Linked DNA regions of Sus scrofa: region 1 is linked to region 2. Evidence: chromatin contacts called from public HiChIP or PLAC-seq data. All regions are on one chromosome and are shown on one strand. The core of a region is the stretch at or near the end of the contact, and the rest is flanking DNA. Distances in the headings are between cores, read along the strand shown.

Evidence for each region. HiChIP or PLAC-seq counts read pairs in DNA pulled down with a chosen protein or histone mark.
Region 1: an H3K27ac HiChIP or PLAC-seq map of alveolar macrophages shows a contact between it and region 2. The contact joins the promoter of ARHGAP25 here to the enhancer-like site in region 2.

Annotation. Positions count from the first base shown.
Region 1 is chr3:73,647,168-73,653,957 of Sscrofa11.1, reverse strand. It overlaps ARHGAP25 (rho GTPase-activating protein 25), which reads left to right and starts at 3,961. Exons shown (of 10, transcript XM_021087416.1): 1 at 3,961-4,425. The coding sequence starts at 4,365.
Region 2 is chr3:73,586,658-73,594,273 of Sscrofa11.1, reverse strand. All of the region lies in intron 3 of ARHGAP25 (rho GTPase-activating protein 25), which reads left to right. Among named protein-coding and RNA genes, the nearest start is that of ARHGAP25, 60 kb to the left of the region's middle. Within about 2 kb of position 2,418, at least 14 of the 83 cell types and tissues checked have an H3K27ac peak or open chromatin away from gene starts, as enhancers often do. A contact at or near this core is called in alveolar macrophages, where this site is marked.

The DNA.
Region 1 (6,790 bases), core at 2,712-5,211, 58 kb before region 2:
CAAACGTGAGCTCTAGGCTCCCACACCTGCAGGACATCTGCAGTGAGCACCCCGGGGGTCTCTAAAGGCAACCTCCTGCGCACACAGAGCCCATCACCTTCTCCCTGGGGAACCTTGGCTCCCCCTCCTCACCAGCAACCCTTACTCTTTCTTATCCACTGCCAGTCTCTGTGATTGCAGCCTCCATCTCTGCAGGGATGCGGGACCGGTATCTTGGGCATCTTTTTTTTTCTCCCATAGAAGCTCCCTGCACCAGCAATCCTACTGCCTGGAGGAGTGATGTTTTCCCTTCTCTGCCTCAACGCTGGGGCCGACCCCTCCTCCACTCTCTCTCACCTGGCTGTCTGCCACCAGCAGCCTCCTCATCCCGACCCCAATGAAAGCTCCCCAGTGGCTTTTATTTCTTCCAGTATAGGCTTCTCAGGGAACCTGCTCTGATCCAGCCCCTGGTCTCTCCCTCCAGCTTCATCTCTCCTCAATTTCTCCCCTTTCCTCCTTTTCAGGAGCAACCAGATGTGTTCTTTCTAGGCTCTGTGCCTCTGGCATGCAGTTTTTTGGTTTTGTTTTTCACCCTTTGCTTCCCTAACTCATTTAGGAAGCCTTAATTTAAAAGACACTTCCTCCAGGAAGTCTTCCGTCACGCTGCATGTCCTAATTAGTCTCCTCCGACATAAAGTCCCATAGCTCCCCAAACTTCTCCCAGCATACTCCTTCTCATGTCATACTTTATCATTTACTTAATTGTTCTCTCTCAACAGATTGTAAGTTGCATGGGGGCAGAAACAAAGGCAGCTTGTTCGTGAACATTCCACCAGTATCCAGTAAAAATTAAGTCCTCACTCAGTAAATGCTTAGCATTCAATAGATGAGTAAATGTTTGCTTTTCTTTTTGTTATGGCAGATGTTGGTTGCTTGTTGCAAGCTGGTTTCTTGTTTTTGCAGCCAGACAAGACATCAAATTCTTCATTTTCTGAAAGTCAGGAACGGGGGAGCAGCACTGTAGCCATGTTGCCCTCCACCCCTACAGGCAGCTGACCACCCCAGAGCAGGCACTTTGGAGGGAAGGCCGCTGTGCTGGGCCTTTCCAGGGGTGCTTTTCTTCTGACTGCCTTTCCAAGTATTCACAAGCAACTTCCCCATCAGTCATGAGTTTTTCCAAGACTTACAGGAACCTACCCTAAAGAGTAAAGGAAGTTCTCTATATGTTCCCAAATGCTGCCTTCAAGATAGTTTCAGAGTTCTTGAGGGAAAGGTCCCAGGACTGAAGCTCTGGAGGATGTCAAGTTTCCTGTGGAGATGCTGCTGGGCTGGGACTTGGGATGGCTCTCCACCCTCGGCCCTCCAAGTCAGGACAGGAAAGAGGGGAGCGCTGTTTGGGTTGGGTAGGCAGTAATGCAGAGTGTGGGCTCCGAAGTTTCCAATGAGCTGAGTCAAGTTCAGAGGAATCCAGCACCTGCGGGGTGGTTGGAGGGTGGCTGGGTAAACTGAGTTGGTGTGATGGATTAAAATCTTGATCTGTGAACAGTGACTCCACTCTCCTTTCCCTGCTCCCCCTCAGGGGTGTGTAGACTTCCTGTCCACTGACTTTGGACGTGGTCGTGTGATGTGTTGGCTGTTGGAATATGAGCAGATATGATAAAAAGCAGAGGCTTTAGATATGCTTGTGTGGCTCTTCCCTCTTACATTCCCTTCCTTCACAACAACAAGAATATGCCTCTGGTCACTTCTGCCCCTTCAGCCTGCTCCCCTGAATCTAAAGTTTGGACAGATTTAGTTTGAGATGCCTATTTGTAATCTAAGCAGAGATATGTAGGGTTTGGGGCTTGGGAGTAGTCTGGGCTGGAAAGCAATTGGAGGGATCCAAGGCATAGCCTTTAAAGCCTCGAGACAGATGAGTTCCCCAAGGTGTGGGTATAGATGGAAAAGAAGGCCTCTGAGTGGGTACAGGCTTCCTCCACTCTTTAGAGGTCAAGGAGATGAGATGGAATCAGCGAGGAGGTGGAGATTGAGCAGATAAGCAGGCCACGGAGGAGTTCTAGGATAGCCAGGTGGAGAGAGGGCTTGGGGTTGGAGAAAGTAAGCCGATGTGTCCACAGTGAGGTGACATGCAGACCTGACCAGTGGCTTCAGCGACAGGGATGTTGTCAGTGTTCTTGATAAGAATATATAAGGGAGAGTCATGGAGCAAAAACATCAACGGAAGACACTCAGGACAGAATAATGGGACAGGTGTTTGCAAGTACAGACAATTCTTAGGAAAGCTTGGCTCGAAATGAAGGAGAGGAGTTCCCCTTGTGGCTCAGCAGGTTAAGAACCTGACTAGTATCCATGAGGACACAGGTTCTATCCCTGGCCCTACTCAGTGGGTTAAGGATCTGGCCTTGCTCTAAGCTGCAGTGTAGGTCACTGATGTGTTGCTGTGACTATGGCGTAGGCCGGCAGCTGCAGCTCTGATTCAACCCCTGGTCTAGGAGCTTCCGTATGCCACAAGTGCGGCCCTGAAAAAAAAAGAATGAAAGAAAAAAGAAATGAAGGAGACAAATGGGGCTGTAGACAAAAGGAGAAGTGGTATCAAAAGAGATTTTTTTAAAAAACCCTAGAAGAAAAAAGAATAAGTTTGAATATTGGTGGGAATGATCCCAGAGAAGGAAGAAATGGATGACACGGTAAAGATGGAGGAGGGGTGACACAGCTCATCCATCATGACTGAGAGAAGACTCTGTGCGCGCTCAAACGCAGGCGGGTGGGCAGGTGTGGTGGCAGGAGCTTGCCGACCTTCTTCTCCAGCAGCATCAGCTTTCTCAATGAAACAGGAAGCCGGGTCACCAACAGAGTGAGCATGTGCAAGGCAAAGGCGGAAGCATGGCAGAGTCATCCAGGAGAGCTGAAGAATGAAGGGATGTGGAGCTTGTGCATTGGCCATGCAGTGGCTCTTGTGAACACTCTTATCTCCTGTCTCATTAGCCTACCACCTTATAGCCTTAGGAAACTTATCACCTACTATCTTTAGTAAGCCTCATAACAGCCTCTGAAGTAGGCCCTGTGATCTGCCTCATTTATAGATCAGGATATTAAAGCACAGAGTAGTCAAGAAACGTGTCCAAAGTCACACAGCAAGAAAGTAGTAGAGATGGGATTTGAACACCCCTCAGTCTGGCTCTGGGCCCAAATACTTAATCACTTAAGTTAGTCTGATCCAGTTGGACATAGGAAAGCCTGTCACAGAACTGAACTGAAGGGAATAAGGTTTGCATTAATGTTTGTGGTGCAACAACTGTGTGTCAAGCTCTGTACTAAATGCTTTCACAGTTCTGTGCACTCATGGCTACTATCAACCCATTTTACTGCCAAGGATACTGAGGCCCAGAGAGTTGCAGTTGCTTGTTAACAGCTGCTGAGCTAGGAAGAAGAAAAACTGAGTTTGGAACCCATGTCAATCAGATTCCCAAACCCACACCCTGTACATAAGGTTAAAGAACCATCTTAACATGTGAGTGGGTCTATGTAGCTAAAGCGGACTCATTAGCTAAATGCTTCCAGACCCTCCCGACATCAGGCTGAGATCACTTGGAACCTTTTGTCCTGAGCAGGTGGAGAACTTACTATGTAGGCCTTAGAGCAAGAAGAATTAAAAGTAGTTAACTTTAAAAAAATAAAACTAAAAATAAATAAAGGAAGGTAATTTTGGTGGATGCTGTTTGTCTTACTGAGAGTTTTTGAAAGCCCAGTCTGTCAAGAGAGAAGGGAGGCTTACACGTCGGTGGCCAGGGTCCTGGAATTTTCTTCTCTTTATCTTTTACTCAGAGCTATAGGCTTGTGTCCTAACAGCACTCCCTCCACTTACAGAAGCATTTCCAAAAATCATTTTCTCAAGAAAGAATTTATAATGCATCATCTACCCTGAACAGCCACCCACTTCCTCAAATGCAAGGAAGCAGACAGTTAAAAAAAAAAAAAAAAAAAGCCAAGAGGCAGCCGTTGTTTATCACGACCTCGCCTCAGTGAGGCCTGAGATTCTTTCGAACAGGAGCTTTGCTTTCCCATGACGCAGAGCGAAGTGTCAACTGGGATCTTTCTGGTAATACTGAAAGCAAGACAAGCAGAGTGCACACTTCACAAGGCACGAGTCCCCGAGGGACCAGGGGAGGGCTGGGGTGCCATCCCCGGTGACAGATGGATGGACCTTTCATCTGAGAGAAAGGAGACGACACGTTGGTGAATCAACTTCAAACCCAGGAGTGCCTGCGAAGCCATCACAAAGGGGAAAACACACACACACCAGCAAGAAGATCAAAAAGACCAGCAGGGCGCGAATCGTTGCAAACTCCCGGCTTGGGCAGCTCCTCACCTGACCCAGAAGCAACATGTCCCTGAAGCTGCCGAGAAACTGGGACTTCAGCCTGCGAGGGGAGGCTGGGAAAATAGGTAAGGTCAATGCCTTTTGGCTGCATCTGTGGTTCTTATACTTGAGTTCCCACCATTTGCATGTCGGTCTGCAGGAAGCATAGTCTGCTTAAAAATGGATCTCTCGGGCAAAGCTGGGTTTGGGGTGAGATTTGCATTCACACAGACAGGTTGGCTCAAAGTTCCCAGATGCTGGGGACGGCTTTTCATTTGTTGGGAGGTGGCAGGAATGGAGCTCCTCCGTGTGCCGGATCTGTGCTATTTGGGATGGATGAAGGCTACAGATCACACAAAACACTGTGAGTTTTTCTTTGTTTATCATGAAAGGATCATTTCCCTCCTGTTTGGACGTTCATCCATATTTTGAGTGGGTTTTGAAAGGCGTCCTTGGAAGTGCTTGATCTCTAAGGGAACACAAGGAGTTCTGTTCAGTGAGCTCACTGGGTCACTAGACCGTCTTCGCGGACTCTGGGGACTTGGAGTGGTGTTATTTGTAGCAAAAAGTAAACACGGCGGGCAAGACAGGAACTTAGAGACGCTTGAAGGCAGAATAAAGATATTTAATTAAAGGGACAGAATGGAAGGGAATTCTTAAAAGGAGTTGAAATAAAAGAGATTTTAAGAGTAATTACCTTAAGGGAGTCTGGCATGCTTCCTGAAATATACTGGCCTTTTATCAGCCTCTCCTGTCATTGGTGCTGATGGTGATACATTGATTTTAATCTGTTCTGTAATTGTTATCTTGAAGTTCTTTGGATGGGTTTCTTCTAGTATCAATCACGGTAGTTTAGAGTGGAGCAGTTGGGCTGGAGATGATTCCCTGTATGTTCTACTTACGCTTGTGTAGTGAGATAACGTCCTTGGTATTCGATATAGATCAGAGGTAAGGTGTTTCTGAGGCCTTGGAAAGGTTTTGCTTGGAGCAGCGTTTCGACTTGGGCTTCTAACAGGGGTTAATGTGCTATGAAAAGAAGGGATCCCTTCCAAAGTCACGTAACTGAGTGTTAATGATGTAAGTCTGAGAAAGAATTTGAAGGAAAATTGAGAGAATCAGAGAAGCCATTTATCTTAGTCTGCAGAGAGGACCGGAGGTCCTGGGAATCATTGGATCCTGAGGTCAGTTCAGAGAATGGGGAGTGTGCATACCTCCTAACGACTGTGGTATCAGTGACTGTGGTTAATTCTTATTCTATTGTAGGTCACGAAAATGTGTTTTTATTTATTTTTTATTTTTTTTTTTTGTCTTTTCTGGGGCCACACCTGTGGCATATGGAGGTTCCCAGGCTAGGGGTCGAATCGGAGCTATAGCTGCCAGCCTACGTCACAGCCACAGCAACGTGGGATCCGAGCCACGTCTGTGACCTACACCACAACTTATGGCAACGGCAGATCCTTAACCCACTGAGCGAGGCCAGGGATCAAACCCGCAACCTCATGGTTCCTAGTCGGATTCGTTAACCACTGAGCCACAACGGGAACTCCGAAAATGTGTTTTTAAAAGTAAAACTTCTACAGGAGTTCCCATTGTGGCACAGCAGTTAATGAACCCGACTAGGATCCACGAGGATGCGGGTTCCATCCCTGGCCTCACTCAGTGCGTTAAAGATCCCGCATTGCCATGAGCTATGGTGTAGGTCACAGAGGCGGCTTGGATCCTGCAACGCTGTGGCTGTGGCCTAGGCCGGCAGCTGTAGCTCCGACTCAACCCCTAGCCTGGGAACCTCCATAAGCCATAGTGTGGCCCTAAAAAGACAAAAAACCAAAAACTAACAAAAAAAACCCCCCAACACTCCCCCCCAAAAAAAAGTAAAATGATAGTTCTGTTCCTTTGAAAGTGCCTTGCTTCTATTTATGTAGGATAGTTCTATCCTCTCGCCAAGTGTGTTTGAATAGGTCATACTCTTCTTCTGTTTAAAAATGGCAAATAAGACCATTGATGATTAATTGATTAAATGGTTAAACAAATTTTTTTTTCAGAGATATTGGATATTACCACATTACAGCACAGGGCTGCATAATCTCAGACCTGGGATGAAGTTGGGTAGATTTCCATGATTTCTGCCAGCATTTCTTAAGTCATGGTCCAATGGTTAGCCTGTATCACAAGTCACTACAAGTGCTTGCTTAAAGTGCATACTCCTGGGCATCATGCTGACTTGTAAAATCAGGATATTTGAAGGGAGACCCAAGCATCTGCCATCGAATAAGCCCCCAGCCCTTCTTACTATGTGATCAAGAAGTCCTGCTGTAGGCACTGTGGTCTGAGTGAGTAGACTTGGACTATTACTGTGCATCTAGCATAGGGCATGGTGCTTGGTCCTAGTGGGCACCTGGCAAATATTTGTTGACTGAATGAATGACTGAGCACAAGCAGATGATGTTTAAT
Region 2 (7,616 bases), core at 1,169-3,668:
AAGAATCCCTGCAGGCTTCCCTGGGCAGGAGTCCGTGACAGCTCAAGGATGGGAAGGAAGTCGTTCTGGACAAGATCTTTCCTTGAACAGTGTTCAGAGAAGGCCACCAGAGTCTGAGGCTGTGCTCAGTGCCAAGGCTCAAACTTCCCTCCTTGGGTGATCTCAAAGAGCTGACTCCAGAAGAGCTGGAATGACCGCAGGCCCTTTGCACACTCATCAGCAAGTGTGTGCACAGCGCTGAAGCAGTCCTTTCTCCTCTCTGGACACCGTGCTCTCATCAGTAAAATGAACGGACTGGACCAGCTGACCCCTGGCAGCACTAACCTTCAATAGTACCAAGAGCCTGCCCAGTTATGGGGGCTTTGGCACTTAAGAGAGTTGATGGCAAGCATCAGGTTAGGCTGATCAGCACAGGAAGATAAAGCTGCTGTTCAAATCGGGGTGGTTGGTGGGAGTTCCCGTCATGGCTCAGTGGTAACGAACCTGATTAGTATCCATGAAGACTCAGGGTAGATCCCTGGCATCGCTCAGTGGGTTAAGGATCTGGTGTGGCTGTGAGCTGTGGTATAGGCTGAAGATTTGGCTCAGATCCACCTTTGCTGTGGCTGTGGTATAGGCTGGCAGCTGCAGCTCTGATTCGACCCCTAGCCTGGGAACTTCCAGGCTATGTTGTGGGTACAGCCCTAAAAAGCAAAAAACAAACAAACAGCCCCAACAACAACAAGAAAACAAATAAACAAAAAACCAGAATTGGGGTGGTTGGACGGGGAAGAGGTTTGGGAATTGTGTCTGGAATCTTGCAGGGCCATAGTGGATTCAGGGTTGAACACATTTCTGAGTTATGAGTGTTTGAACTTAGAAGCTCAAGTTCGAGGTTACGAATCCAAGCTCTCTGAGAACCCTGATGTTGTCTACACTGTAGGAGGGCCCTGCCTGTGAATAACTAATGTGCAAAAAATCCGAAATGAACAAACTACTGAATCTGTTTGTTTTTCCTTTTGTAAAAATGTGAAAGAACTGATGTGGATGAGATCTCAAGTGACCATTTTCCTTTACCTTTTGGGGAACATTCTCATTTCTGTCAATTCTGGGACAACTGTATCAAATATGGTCATTTATCCACTAGGCTGTTACTTCGAAAATCATTTAAGGGGGCTTTATAGCTCACATATTAAATGTTTATTTGGTTGCCCAATAGTTTCTTTTGAAAATTATGAGCACCTTAACAATCTTGTGGTCATTCGAAAAAACGTAGGAAAATAATCACTCGTAAAATTACCAGAGGTGGGTTGCTATTTTCCTTCCAGCTGGCATTCATATCTACATGGCTTTTTCTTAGGACTACAAACATGGGAGCTATGCAATTTAATACCTTTTCTTTTATAGCTTTATCTTTCCAAATGGCTGCAAAATCCTAATTGATAAATTTCAGCCAAATGACGTTAAGCAACACAGAGGGCTTTGCTGGGCAGATGCAGTTCCCACTCCAAGAAACCAAGGGCTTAACGGACTGGGGCTGAGAACTGAGCAGTTTCGCTGGGGCCAGGCAGCAGCTTCTCATTCTGCTTTTCTCTGCCTGTTTGTTTCTAGTTAGCAGCCTTCCAGTGCTCACGCCTGTCTCAAACTCTGCTGTGCCAGCCCAGCCTTGCTATATTTCTCCCTTGTGGACCAGCGGAAGGTTCTCAGCCAGAGTCAGGGAGGCAGTCCTGTGGCCTGTGACCTGCACAGGAGGGCTTCGTGAAAAGAAGTGACCTGGATGGGACAGCCAAACAAACTCACGAGGGCCTGCCTCTTACAGATAGCTACAACCAGAGTTTCCACTGTGGCTCAGTGGAAACAACAACTAGTATTTATGAGGATGCTGGTTTGAACCCTGGCTCTGCTCAGTGAGTTAAGGATCCAGTGTTGTTGTGAGCTGTGGTGTAGGTCACAGGCGTGGCTCTGATCTGGTGTTTCTGTGGGCGTGGTGTAGGCTGGCAGCTGCAGCTATGATTCGATCCCTAGCCTGGGAACTTCCATATGCCAGATATAGCCCTAAAGAGCAAAAAAAAAAAAAAAAAGCTGAAACAGATTAGCAAAGAAGCAGAGTGTAGTTTCCTTAACCATTTCCCGATTCCCAAACAGTATTTTTTAATGGTGCTCATCAGACGGAGATGAGGTTTATTTATTAAAGTTCTGTTACGTGCTGCTCACCTTGGATGGTCTTCTCTGTGACCTTCGTTATTACCCTGGATCGTGAGGTTATTGACGTTTTCTGTTTTCCCCCGTCCAGTGCATTAGGCTGTCTGCACTGACAAGGGTAGTAGGCGTTGTCTCATTAGGTAGCTGTTCTGAGTCAAAATGCCGTGGATGTGTTGGGACCAGCACCTGTGCCCTGGGTGCTGCTCCGCTCAGCCTTGTCACGGTGAACCACGACATCGGTCATGGTCCCCAGGGGGATTTCTCTCTCGCCCCACTCAGTGCCACCGCCCGCCCCCCTGCCCCCCTGCCCCCGTCAGAGGCAAGTCAAGCGGAAGTCCTGTAGGCAGAGGAAAGTCCAAGGGGGGAGAAACAAGAAAGCCGCACTATTTATTTATTCAAAGAACAAGGCTTGAATTGATGTGGCATCTCAGATGTCTTTTTAGCCTTGCATTAAGCCAAAATCAGAGATCTCAGGATGAGAAGGCATTTTAAGATAGCAGAATTCAGTCTAAGGCCATGGGACGAATCAGACATTTGTTCTTCCTGTTTGTCCGAAACTTCAGACCTGAGGAAGTAAATGCTTTGTCCAAGGGGCCCTGCTGTCAAGGGGGCCCTCTTCGGCTTTGTTAAGTGCCTCTGATCGAGGTCTGCTGGATGGGCCAGGGACCGCTCTCAAGTGTTTGGAAAGTCACCAAGATAGGTTGCTGCTGTCATTTTCCAGCCCTTCTTGAAACTTTCTATGGCCTTTTCTACCTGGAACCTACCCCCTCCTCACCACCTTTACCACTGTCTTCCTGGTGGAGGTGCCAGACCGTCTGTCCCAATTGCAGCAGTGGTCCCCAAACTCATCTCCACGTGTTTTGGCCTTGCCTTCCTACAGTCTGTTTCCAACAGAGCAGAAAAGGGAGCCTGTTAAATCTGTTTTGTCCAGACCCTTCTCTGCTGAGCACTGTCTAGTAGCTTCCTTTTTCTCTCAGAGGAAGAGTCACTTATCATGACTTCCCGTGCACAATCTTCCCCCTCCCGCATGATCTCTCTGACCTTGCTTTCTTTTCTTTTTTTTTTTTGTCTTTTTGTCTTTTTGTCTTTTTGTCTTTTGTCTTTTTAGGGCCGCACCTGCGGCATATGGAAGTTCCCAGGCTAGGGATCCAATCGGAGCTACAGCTGCCAGCCTCCGCCAGAGCCACAGCAACGCCAGACCCGAGCTGCATCTGCCACCTACACTACAGCTCACGGCAACGCCGGATCCTTAACCCTCAGAGCAAGGCCAAGGATCAAACCCGAAACCTCATGGTTCCTAGTCAGATTCGTTTCTGTTGCGCCACGAAGGGAACTCCTGACCTTGTTTTCTAGAACCTTCTCCAGTATTCATTTCCTTCTAGATTTAGCAGCCTCCTCACTCTCATCCCCAGACACCCTCGGCACATTCTGCCTCAGGGCCTTTGCACTTGCTGCTTGCTCTGTCTGGACTCCTCCTTCCCCAGGTAGCTTGTCCCATGCCCACCTCAGATCTTTGCTCAAAATCACCTCAGCAGGCCTTCTCCTGATCATCCCACTTAACACTGAACCCCCTCCCTGCCTTCCCCTCTTCCTACCCACCCCCCATCCCTCTTTCCTCTTTGGTTTTGTTAGCACTTGCCCCCTTCCAACCCTCTAAATACTTTACTCATTTGTTTTATTTGTAGTTGGTCTCCCCTTATTATCATGAAAGTTGCAATCTACTTGTCAGGATCTTCCCCCTCTGTTTTGTTCAGTATTGTATCCCTGACACTAAGCAGGGCCTGATATAGCAGGTGCTCAATAAACATTTATTAAGTGAATGAGTGAAAAAGTGGCCTCCTCTTTTCAGAGCGATGCTGTGTTCTGCTCCCTGAGGCCCTTCTCTCTATCAAATGAAGGTCAGCTCATCTGGGAACTTCTTCCATAAATGCTTTTCTTCCTCCAGAATGATCTCCTTCCAAGGGGGTCAGTGGTGAATTTTGGCAAAACTCTTTATGGTTTGCAAACTCCTTGGAGTATCCACACAAAGCTCTGGAAATGGTCCCCAGAAAAACAGATGTCCAGACAAAACAATTTTGCATTCAACTGTAGTCCATCAGGACGCCCCAAGTAATGAAAGAATTTTACATTTTAGAAGCTGTTCTCAGGAATTCCTGTTGTGACTCAGCAGTAACAAACCCAACTAGAATCTATGAGGATATAGGTTTGATCCCTGGCCTCACTCAGTGGGTTAAGGATCCAGCGTTGCCGTGAGCTGTGGTGTAGGTCAGCAGCTGCAGCCCCGATGTGACTCCTAGCCTGGGAACTTCCACAGGCCACAGGTAGAGCTGAGCCCTCTTCCTGTCCCAATTCCTGCCCAGTTCAAGCTCTCTTTCCTCCTGGATGGGAGAGATGCAGTTCTGTTTCCAGCAAAAGATTCCTGTCTTGTCACAGAAGGAACTCAGAAGCGAGACAAGGAGATGGAGAAAGTCAAACGAGGATGTGTTTCAGGGAGAATATGCCCCCAGACAGGGAGCAAGCAGATGGGTGAGCAGCTGCCCTGGGTTTCTTTGGCACACAGGTTATTTGGGGCATACAAATGAAGGGGCAGAATATTCACTGGCGAAGGAGGGTCTTGGGAGGTCATACTCCCTGATTTTCACCCCCTGCCCGCTCCACCTTCCCAAAGGGAGGAGAGATTTTGGTCCTTATTTGGCCTTGATCAGAAGTGTCAAGGCCTTGGTGCTTGATGGGAATCTATCTACAAGGCTAATTGTATTGGAAGGAGGGCATAATAAGCAAAAGGTTACATTTAGATGCTGCAGATTCCTGCCTTTTCCCACCTTTCTTTGTCTGCCTCCAGGACACTTATCACCCAAAATTTGTGGTTTCCTGTTAGTCTGGAGCTTCCTGCTTTCTTTGTCTGCCCATGGACATGGCTGTTTACACGAGGGACACATGGTTTCCTGCTACCTGGCCTGTGCCCCCCCTTCCCTGCTCACACCTAGCTTTCTGCCTGCTGGTAACAGTTCCCACGGCACACCCAGCTCCTTCCTCTTGGCTCTTCCTGCCTCTGAACTGGCTCTACCTTGTCTGATTCTGAGACCAAGTCCAATGGGTGGGGGGGGGCGGGGGGAGCACAGTGAGGGGTCTGACAGTCCAAGCAGATCTTGAGCACCAGCTAGGGGTTCTACAGTTCAACTCAATTCTAACACTGTCCAGACAGAGATAGCTTCAGATTTTACAGGTTAAGGGCTCAGTCCTCCAACACTATGGAGTGGACTCGCCCCCCCCACTATGGCGAGTCCAGATTGTCCTGTGCCTCTAACCAACAAGCTATAGATTGAAGGTGCCAATGATGTGGCTCGGCCTCTGTCACCTGTGCGGAGTACAAACTCAGAAACAGAGTTTTGAGTGCAGTGAAGGAAAGAAAGATAGCGTTATTGCTTTGCTGAACCCAGGAGGCCACAGCAGGCTAAGGCCTTAAAGACCATGCTCCCCTTGGGAGAAATTGGGAGGTGGTTTTATAGTTTGGGAGTGAAAAATAGGGCCATTGATACAGAGCAGGTAGAAGAGAGATTGCCTTGTTTTTCAAAGCTGGTTTTTAGGTGGTCCCAGGATTGGTTCTGATGATCCTTCTTTAGGAATGAAGAATGCCTCATCAGCATCTTCATTTGTTGAGGGTTTTAGTTCCGCTGAAGAATTCGAAGATAGTGTTAGGTATATTCCCTGAGGAGGAACCAGGACCCTGCCCCCAGGCTGCACTATTGTCTCTAGATGGCTCCTCCCAGGTGTCTGCATCCCCTCCCTTCCCTGAGTAACCACTGTTTGAACCTGCTTTTTGGCACGCAGTCTTGGAGGCTGAAGCTCATTCCCCCGAAACAATAAGTGGGGGACACAGGAAAGCTTGTGGGTCCGGGAACCCCACAGGGCTCTGCTTAGGTTTCAGTTCCCTGGGTTCAAATAATTTGCGAGAGAGACTCACAGAACAGAGGAAGCCAGTTTACTTACTAGGTTACTGGTTTATTATAGGACAAAACCTAGATAGAGAAGATACACGGGAAAGGGAGAGGGAAGGGACACAGAGATTCCATGCCCTCTGCTAGTGCCCCGCGGTCACCACCTCCTGTGGGCACCAAGCCAGAAGCTCTCTGAACCCTTTCTTTTGGGTTTGTACGGAGGCTCTCTTGCATAGACAGGGTGGATTAAATCTTTGGCCATTGGTGATTAAACTCAATCACCAGCCCCTCTCCCCTTCTCAGCCTTTGGGACTTAAAGTCCAAACCCTGGCAACCAGCTCCAGCCTCAGCTAGGATTCCAAAGTCACCTCTTTAACATAACAAAAGCCACTTTAATGCTCGAATCACAGGAAATACCAAGAGCTCTAGGAACTCTCTCAGGAAATGGGTGGAAGACCAAGTATATATATTTTTTATTATAAATCATACTATTCTAACTGGGAGTGGAACTTTGTGTGCATCTTGGTGTTCCAGCCTTTCTCTTCCTTAGGCAGATAATCTCTCCTTCTCTCTCTCTCTCTCCCCTACTCTTTCCTAAGGGCTTGGCTGGAAAGGTTAGATTAGCTTTTTCCCCAGAAATTCTGGATACGATCCTACATTTTCCCAATTTAAGTAGAAGAAAGGGAAGGAAGGTGATCATATGTCAACTTCTGGTGCCTTGTTCCCAGGCTCACAGTTGCCCGTTTTCCCCAAACCACCCCTTCCTTTTAGGTAGAGGGTTCTGCCTTCCCAGAAAGTGTCCACATGGAAACTTGATCTCTGTTCCAACCCCAGAGGGCTGGCAGCCACCTTGCAAATTGTCACTCAGTCTTGTGGGACCAGCTTTGCTGTCTTCCTCTGGAGGCTGGCCTCTGAGTTTTGCTCTCTGGCCTTTGCAGGGTGCATTAGCACTCACTAAACTGTGCCTACGGCTCCATCCAATCAGGTTATAAGACCTTTAAGCATCTTTGTGTGTTTGCCAGCACAAGTCATGGAGCATAAAAGTATTGAATTGTGGAGTTCCCGGCGTGGCTCAGTGGTTAATGTATCCGCTAGGAACCATGTGGTTGCAGGTTCAATCCCTGGCCTTGCTCAGTGGGTTAAGGATCTGGCGTTGCTGTGAGCTGTGGTGTAGGTCGCAGACGTGGCTCAGATCCCGAGTTGCTGTGGCTCTCGTGTAAGCCAACAGCTGTAGCTCCAATTGGACTCCTAGCCTGGGAACCTCCATATACCTTGGGTGCAGCCCTAAAAAGCCAAACAAACAAACAAACAAACTGAATTGTTATATACCTTGGGTTCCTTTTCTCCCTCTCATTTCTTCAGGTCTCTGCAGCCTTCAGAGCATGCTTTCACAACCCACAGGGCAGTGTAGCTTGTGGGAGTGTGGTCTCTTGAGTCACTGTTAACCCACGTGTCCTGCTTCTTTCTCTGTAGCTAAATGGGACTTAACAAGGGGTG